Regions from separate parts of the Zea mays genome. Here region 2 is linked to region 1. A link is a contact called in public Hi-C data. All regions are on one chromosome and are shown on one strand. Each heading gives the region's core, a stretch centred on a gene start, on an enhancer-like site or on the middle of the called end of the contact. The rest is flanking DNA. Distances are from core to core; before and after follow the strand shown. Region 1 holds the start of LOC100273771. Region 2 holds the start of LOC100194093 (Elongation factor Ts, mitochondrial).

The links. A called contact is a pair of places that touch in the nucleus more often than the background predicts.
Region 2: a Hi-C map of ear shows a contact between it and region 1, with 2.3 times the contacts expected there. The contact joins the promoter of LOC100194093 here to the promoter of LOC100273771 in region 1. A contact is called at or near these places in 3 of 25 Hi-C or Micro-C datasets (ear, endosperm and tassel).

The regions. Positions count from the first base shown.
Region 1 is chr3:225,466,326-225,470,687 of Zm-B73-REFERENCE-NAM-5.0, reverse strand. It overlaps LOC100273771, which reads left to right and starts at 1,491. Exons shown (of 31, transcript NM_001148175.2): 1 at 1,491-1,943; 2 at 2,492-2,585; 3 at 3,269-3,470; 4 at 3,556-3,697; 5 at 3,821-3,921; 6 at 4,197-4,260. The coding sequence starts at 1,761.
Region 2 is chr3:225,698,236-225,702,480 of Zm-B73-REFERENCE-NAM-5.0, reverse strand. It overlaps LOC100194093 (Elongation factor Ts, mitochondrial), which reads right to left and starts at 1,562. Exons shown (of 10, transcript NM_001139147.1): 1 at 1,511-1,562; 2 at 843-1,166; 3 at 579-751. The coding sequence starts at 1,107.

The sequences.
Region 1 (4,362 bases), core at 242-2,741:
TAATCCCATATTAATACGGGATAAACGAAAACAACTAGGATATGGTCCAAACCGTTTTGTTTTTCTCATCCTTTTTCCGTATCGTTTTCACGTTTGTTCGAAAATATGAATTTGAGCAGAGCAAATGTAGAAATCGGTGTGCAACGGAACGAGATTTTCTCCAGCCATTTAAGTCCCTAGTGGCTAGTTGTAGTGGAGCCGTACCTTTGGGACCAATCTTGCCCAAAGGAAGAGCCAACCATATTCCTTAGTCTGTAGGTGCTCCTATACTTATCTAAGTCAACAACTTTGTTTTCTTCATGAAGGAGGCCTAAAGAGGGTCCCAAGACTCGACCATTGGTTAGGACTTAGAGGCCAGGGACCTTTAAGGTCTCTAGTTTGTGATTGATAGTCCTATAAATATATGAGAACCCCATAGTATGGAGAGCCTGGGGGGTTTAGGCCATCTCCAGCAGGTCATGTAAACGGTCGTGCAAAATATTATTTTGCACTGTAGATTGCACTGTTTGCAGAGTGAAGTTTAAAATATGGAGTGAGATAGAGAGTGGAATAGAGAGTCTGTTGAAGATAGTCTTAAGAGCCCAAGTCTCCGTTATAAGGCTAAAGAGCCATATAAGTTCGATAGACATGAGATTGAGTCTCTCAGTATGATATCCTTTTACCATAGCTAGGATCAAGGTAGGTATCCAAGGGTAGGTCTTGGGGGCACGTGGCTAACACTGTTGAGTATGATGGATTCTTATGTTAAAATATAATTTAAGTGATATTGAGAAAAGAAAAATTTATAGAAGTGAGAATATCAAGTATTTTGAGAAAAAGTGAATCTTATAAGATAACCTCTACTCCTTTAAGGGTCGTACGTAACACGCAAAACATGTAGATTTGTTTTACCCACGCCTCGCCTAATAACTAGATAAAATAAGCTTTACTTCTTATTTACACAACTAATTATGTAACCATCACAAGCGCTTTATCCTCTTTCACCCCACTGTTGCCGTTGTATATTAACTCCTAACTTCTCATCTCTTAACCCGTCTTTGCATCTCTCACCCAAATTCTTCTGTGCCTTCGACTAGCCAGCTGCTACCGCCGCACCGCCGCTTTTACCTGTCTCGTCGACAAGCGCTTTAAACCGCCGCTATACGCCTCTATAGGCAGATGAGTAAGAACAACAGAGGGAGAGAGAAAGAGGCGTCGTCGCCGGTGTTGCGTGGCTAGGAGGAGGAGACGACTCAGATTCTAAGTTTAGTTATGCATGGTTATTGACAAAAAATCATAAATATATTAAAGTCGATAATAAAATTAGTTTTCTTAATTATTGTGCTGTAATGAATGTTTATGTGCAGCCACAACGTATACTAGTTTATTTTAGGAGTGATGAGTCTCAAATTCTAGTATCCCTCTGCTCAGGCCTCAGGGGCTTCTTTAACCGTTACAAAATTCAACAAGTACCTTTCAGTCATCATCGTCGTAAAAAAAGGGCGAACAATTAAACACAGAAGCGAAGAAAACGAACGAATTGCCGCTGAATCCTTAAGAACAGACGACGATCTGACCCGCGGGCCTCTCGTCCCCTTCTTCCTGCACTTCAGGTCTGCAACCATCATCTATCTGGCTTCCTATTCCGCTTGGTCGCTTCCCTCCCTCCCTCGTCCTGCTCGCGCGCGGAGTGAGCCTACACCACAGGGAGAAGCAGGCGCCAACCGTGACACCGAGGGTACCTAACTGGAGGCCGGTGATCTCCGGTTCCGGCGGCGGAGATGGGGTCGTCGTCGCGGATCTTCGAGTACTTCGTAGTGTGCGGGCTGGGCCCGGAGATCCGGTCCCTGGATGGCATCAAGGGTTTCCATGGCGTTGAGGAGATGTACATGTCGGCCTTCCTTGACCAGTTCCCGCCGTCCAACCACGCTCTGTACCCTCCTCCTCCTCCGCAGCTCCCCACCGTGAGTTCGCAGATCCCGCCTCTCCTCCCTTCCCCTCGCCCCGTTAATTCGATGGAGCGTCGATCTGCTTTGGGTTATTTCCGGCCGAATTCCCGGCAGAGTAGAATGGATCGAATTGGCGATCACCGAAACACGCGCATTCAGCATCGGCATTTGGTTAGGGGTGGCTTATTGCTCATTTCGATAAAAAGAACACTGATTGTGAGTGAATCATGTTGCTTTATGCAGCGGGCTTATTACTAGCATCATGTATTTATGTGGCTGCCTCACTGGCATAGTAGTGATGAAATTTTTAGTCTGCTGCAGAACATGCTTTCTCTGCACCTGCTTGCTGAACTCAGTAGTCTGCTGCTCCCCTGTGCCTGCATGTTGGCCCTCCTGCAGGGCTCATGCTGCACTGCTGCTGCATGCTTGCTTGGTCGTTGACTGGTTGTGGATGTGTTTTTACTTAAATGATATCTAATTTCTCTTTAAATTGAGAAACTGCTCCTTTTTCCTTTGGATTCGTGAATCTCATCCTATATAACATTGACTGGTCACAAATGCAGTGTGTTTTGCCAGCGGGAGTAAGAATATATTCTTCAGGGCTGGACACAGATGATGTCTCAACTTATCCACGTAGTTATCCTATAGTTTTAACAGGTACATGCCATAGACATTCAGATCTATAGGTCTGGTTGAAAAATAATATTTTGTATAAATTCGAACCTTATGGTCAAAACTGCTATTGCTTGCTGTATACGGGAAAATTCGTTCAATGCCACTCCTTAACCATCTAGAAAATGCCCCTCGCTAGTAAGTCATCTAGAAAACACTCTTAGCTAATGCGATTCTTCTCGCATTATAACACCTTGTCTATTTGGTCTTATTTAATTTTATTTCTAATCTGAAACTAACTTAAAAATGATAAATATTTGTAATCTGAAATTATGATATTAAAACTTATCAATTCCAAAAAAAATAGTTAAGTTCCCAGAAGACTGGTTTGTATGGTGCAATTGGAAAAAATAGTTTTGGTTGTGGTAAAAAATAGCAAAATGTACTCGTATGCAGAATTTAAACATTTAGATTTTGTTGTGTAGAAAACTCGTATTCCTGGTCTTTGTTCCATACCATTTTTAAGTTAATTTCAGATTAAAAATAAAAAGAAATCAGACCAACTATATAAGGTGCTATAATGTGAGAAGAATTGCATTATCGAGGGGCATTTCCTAGCCGTCTTACTATCGAGGGGCATTTCCTAGCCGTCTTAGAATGAGTGGCATCGAACGAATTTTCCCGTTGTATACAGGTCATCCTTTTAACTATGTTGTGATTTCTTGTAGAGGGAGATGGCTCAAAAATTTATGTCAGTTGTATTGCATTTCGGGATCCTATTTGTGAAGACATAATTGAGGCTTACCAAATTCCGGCGAATTCGTTTGCTGATAAATGCATCTGCCTTGTGTCCCATTCTCCTAGTTTCCAAGTCCTTCGTGATGCCCTTGAGGAAATATTTGTTCTTTGTTTTTCTCCTTCAGGGTGCAGGTAAATTTAGTATTCATGTACTTTGTGTGTGCTTGTTTCAAGTTTCAACTACCTCACCATTTAATTTTGTGTTATCGGGTTTCAGCAAGCCTTTGTGGGACATAATATCTCATATGGTGTCACATGTGACATTACCCACACCAGGAAAGAATCGTGTCTTATTTGCCATTGAGAATTGTCTTCTTTCTGCGGAAGCTCCTCCAAAAGAATGGCTTCCCCATGCTGATGTATGTTTCCTGTTTCCATTTGTTCTTACGCTATTCAGCCTTGTTTCCAATATAATTCATATGTTAAACTGAATACATTCATTTTATTCACATCAGACTGGTTAAGTTTTTCTGTGCCTGCAGATATCATTCCAGCCATTGGTGCAGTGTCTGGATGTTGATAAACTAATACTTCTCTTTACAGCTGTCCTGCTTGAAAGAAGGATATTGCTTCGATCAAATAAGTATTTGATTGTTCTGTCCCCACTTCCCACTTAGCTACTTTGATCATTTTGCTCCTCCTATCAGTTCATCCTTATTTAGCCTACTCCAATTTACTTGGGACTAAAGTCCCTTGCTTATCTGTTCACCCTTGTCTCTGCATGTCATAGTCACATAAGTGAAGGAACCGTTTCATTGCATATGTTACCTCAACCTGAAAGAGTTCTTGACACATTCGCCACCATTAATGATGAAATTATTATGCGTTTGATAGTCTTCTCGTTGATTGATAATGCAGGTATACTCTACTGACTCTAGTTTCAGAAGCCATTTGCCATTTAATATACCCAATTAGGTGGCAGGTAGGTTTCAATCAAATATGCGATTTCATAAACTTTCACTGGACTTGAAAAGCATCTTGTAAAACAATTGCTGTGATTGAGGAATTCATTCATGTCTGTATC
Region 2 (4,245 bases), core at 313-2,812, 230 kb before region 1:
TGGGGAAGGGCCCTAACAAACACACACATCAACACCACAAAAACCATGCTAAGTACCCAATTACTATGCATTCATATTGAAGAAATGAATCTAAAACCCCTTGCATCCAAGGGGGTGTTTGGTTCCTCTGACTAAAGTTTAGTCCATATCATATCAAATGTTTGAATGTCAATTACGGGTATTAAATATAGTCAAATTACAAAACCAATTACATAGATGAAGACTAAACGACAAGCCAAATTTATTAAGCCTAATTAATCCATGATTAACAAATAGTTACGGTAGCATCATATGAGCAAATCATGAACTAATTAGGCTTAATAGTCCCATCTTACCGTATAGTCCTCATATGTGTAATTAGTTTTATAATTAGATTATATTTAATACTTCTAACTAGCATCCAAACATTCGATGTTATGGGACAAATTTAGACACGTAGATCCAAACGGCCCATAAATTGTTAATGATGTTACATATGTAACTTTGCATTTTATGTGTGAAAAGTTTAAGCAGAGATCAACAAAACAGCTCAGCTGCCGGTAATTAAGATAAAATTGTTACTGGGGAATGAAACCAACCAGGTACTGGAAAACATCATTTCTTGCTACGAAATCAGTTTCACAGTTAAGCTCAACTACAGCAGCCCTTTTGTCATCTTGTGCGATAGCTAGCAAACCTTCAGCAGCAGTGCGTGAAGACTTTTTGGCAGCAAGAGCAACACCTCTCTTCCTTAGGTCCTTCTGTGCAGCCTCTGAAAGAAATTGACAAACTCAAATAGGAAAAGCGAACTAAACAAATAAGTCAACTAAATCATGACATGGCATGGAGCTAGAAGAGCAAACCAATATCCCAGTTGCAGGTAACTAGAGAGGCCTTGACATCTTTGATTGGAGCACTCGTTCTTTGTCTGAGTTGCTTAATAAGGTTCATTTGCTCTGAAGAAGACACCTCAGAGCCGAATCTCCTAATAAACACTCCATCTTGGGGAACATGAGTGCTCAATTGGTGAGTCTGGAATGCTGAAGAAGAGTATGCCCGAGCAGTTTGGTGCTGAGAACGAAAGAGAAGCCCTAGTATGGACCTCTTAGCACCTTGACCCCATGCCATTCTCACAGAATATACTGCAGCCTCTGACGGCGTACGTGTATCAATGATTTTTTTTCAGCCTAAGAAACAATATATGAACATCATAACAGTACATTTTCCTTTGAGATTAGATCGCTTTTTGAACGTAAACTTTGAGATAAAAAATATTTTATTTTTACTCTTTTCACAACTCTGTTAATTATCACTCCAGCGCAAATGGATTCCATCAAGGCAATTAGACAATACCACACAGATCTAAAACAAAAATTGCAGGTGGAGTGAGTTTGGAATGGGAACAAAGTGCGGCGCACAGAACAGGGACGGACTCAGTAAATGATTCACGTTGCAATTAGATCAGTTCCATTCCAAATAGCTTAGGTTCTGCTCGGTTGCGCACAGCAGAAAGTAAAGAGAACGAGCGTACCTGTTAGGTGCTCGTTGCCGGAGAAGGGGCTGACGAAGAACTGGGCATCTGGTGTAGGGCGGCGGCGGCAATAGCCTAGTCGGCGAGAGAGAGCACGCGGGGAGAAATAATAGCCCAGTCGGTAGCTGTTGGGCTGATGGAGAGCAAAACGTCAGGGATCTCCTGCTGGACATGGGCCGTCCATTCTTTCAACAATACTTCTACATATTTTCTTATTTTGCTTTCTTGTTTTTAGTTTTTATTTATTCTTCCTATACAATTTAACTTATCATTTTTATAGGAAAACTGCTGGTGGTTGGCGGAACATTGGTTTGAATGTTTATTGGAACATTTAAAACGAGTAAAGTATTTTTTAAGTGAGAACTTTTTTGTCATAAACATTCGAACGGCTTTTCTCATGAATCTAAAATATTTTTTGTAAATCAGAATACTTTTATTATGAAGTTAGACACTTCTATTTTAATATAGAAAAAATTCTTTGAACCTAGAGCAAGTTTTTTAATGAACAGAAAATAGTTTTGTCTTGAATATGGACCGACTGTTCCGCAAGGTCATAACAAGGACATTGTTCCGCTCAATAAAAAAATTGTTTATGTTTCAATACAAAATATTTTATAAGAAAATATCGTCAAATGAATCCAAGCATATTTTTTGTAAATCTAGAATACTTTTATTATGAAGTTAGAACACTTCTATTTTAACATAGAAAAATTTCTTTGGACCTAGAGCAAGTTTCTAATGAACATAAAATATTTTTGGCTTGAATATGGACCGACTATTCCGCAAGGTCATAACAAGGACATTGTTTCGCTCAATAAAAAAATGTTTATGTTTCAATACAAAATATTTTATAAGAAAAATATCGTCAAATGAATCCCAGCAGTGATCTTTATTTTAAGATTTTATTGAAAAAATACAATAACGCAACTGTAATTTTTATCTCGATGCATTGTTTAGAAACCGTGACCTTTATGTATCAAATTTCTTTGGTGCATACACGGTGAGGTTGGCGATGAGCAGAATTTATTTACTCAAGCAAACTAAATCCAGTTTTAGTGGGAGTTTACATAGAGCTCAATTTTTATTAAATGACATGCCACGTAATCAAATAAAATGATATGACATACATTTTAACGAAGAGAGACATGTAAGAGTTTCATGGGAGATAAAAAATATAGAGATAAAATTCTGGACACACTATTTTCTAGATAAATGTTGACATAACAAGGCCCTTGAAAACATTGCGATGAAACTCTCTATCGAAAATGACCTAATATCATTTTAGTATCAGTCGAAATGGTTAGTACACCTCATTGTCTCAAATAAAGAGAGTTGTGCACTATAAAAGTGTTTTATATGATGATTAATCTAGTATTGTCAACCTTTATAGATTTTTAGGTATTGATGGTCAAAGCTTTTAAAAATGACATGAAAAAATCTAGATAGTTAGATGGATTAATTTGAATCGTGCCATTACAAATGCTACAGTTTGCAAAATGTCTATTTGGAACCATACATTACTGAAAGAGAAATGTGTCTTTGGACCATTTCTAAGTGTTTTGGTGATTAACTGCCCAATACACCACTTTAAACTAACCTTCATGGTATGGACATGAGCATAGGTTCCATTTAAGCAAATTGAAGGTGTAAAGTCCAAATGAGTTGGATTAAAAAAACCCAAAAGTGCAACCTTGGGGAAAACCACAAAAACAGGGGGTTTAAGTGTTTAAATAAGTTGCACTTACTTTATGATATGTTCCTTACACTGCTATTTGGCTACTAACTTCTTTGTGCAAGTTAAGTGGCAAGTTGGTCTTAGTTTCAGCACATTGAAAATCTTTTTGAACTAAAGGAACAAAGGTATAATTCTAGCACTTAGTCAGTTGCTTTAGATGCTAATAATGTTCATATAAGTGATAGGGAACTTCTCAAGTCAAGCTAAAAGGAAGGTGTTGGAGCGAAGGTCGACCGCCCCCTCGGTCAGACTAATCCAACCACAATCAAATATGTTTTGACGCAGGTACAAGAAGTGAAGGTCGACCGCCCCTAGGTCGGTATCGGCATCGAGGTCTTCGACCGGGACTCTCGGAGGGGATGGAGCGAAGGGCCACACTACTCGAGGGGGCTTGTTGTAGCCTTGTGGATGCGCCCCTAATGACTCGGACTCTTCCACTAAGCAAAATAGTCTCGACGAGGTCGAAGGCTCGACTTCGTAGAGTAAAAGGCACATCGCATAGGCCAAGGCTACGGCGTTCTACGGTGGGGTCCATGCTACGCCCAATCACCCTTCGGGCCCACTTGTAAGCTCTCTTTAGGTAGGTTCTATAGGATGTCTAGTTCGATTGTACCTCACACCACTGTAATGAACCTGTAGGAGGGAATATTTCGGGAATGTAGCAGGTAACCGGGGGTATAACAGTACTTGGGGACCCACCTACCCGACCGGTTACCTATAAATACCCTCGCACTGTACACGGACGTGACACACATAACAAGATGCTACGGTTCTCGTCCACAGTTCGTTGTTCACCTGAGCTCTTCCCCCACCTGAGTGTTTGGGCCCACCCGTCCACGTGTAGGTGGTCCCAACATTTGGTGGGCAGGCGCCACAGCAGTCATCACGACGCCATCCAGTGCCAAGTAGAGATACGACACGCACTTAAGCTTCGCACTCGAGTCAGACAGATGCACAAACAACATAACAGAGTATGAAGATATCATCCTAGGACTTCGGA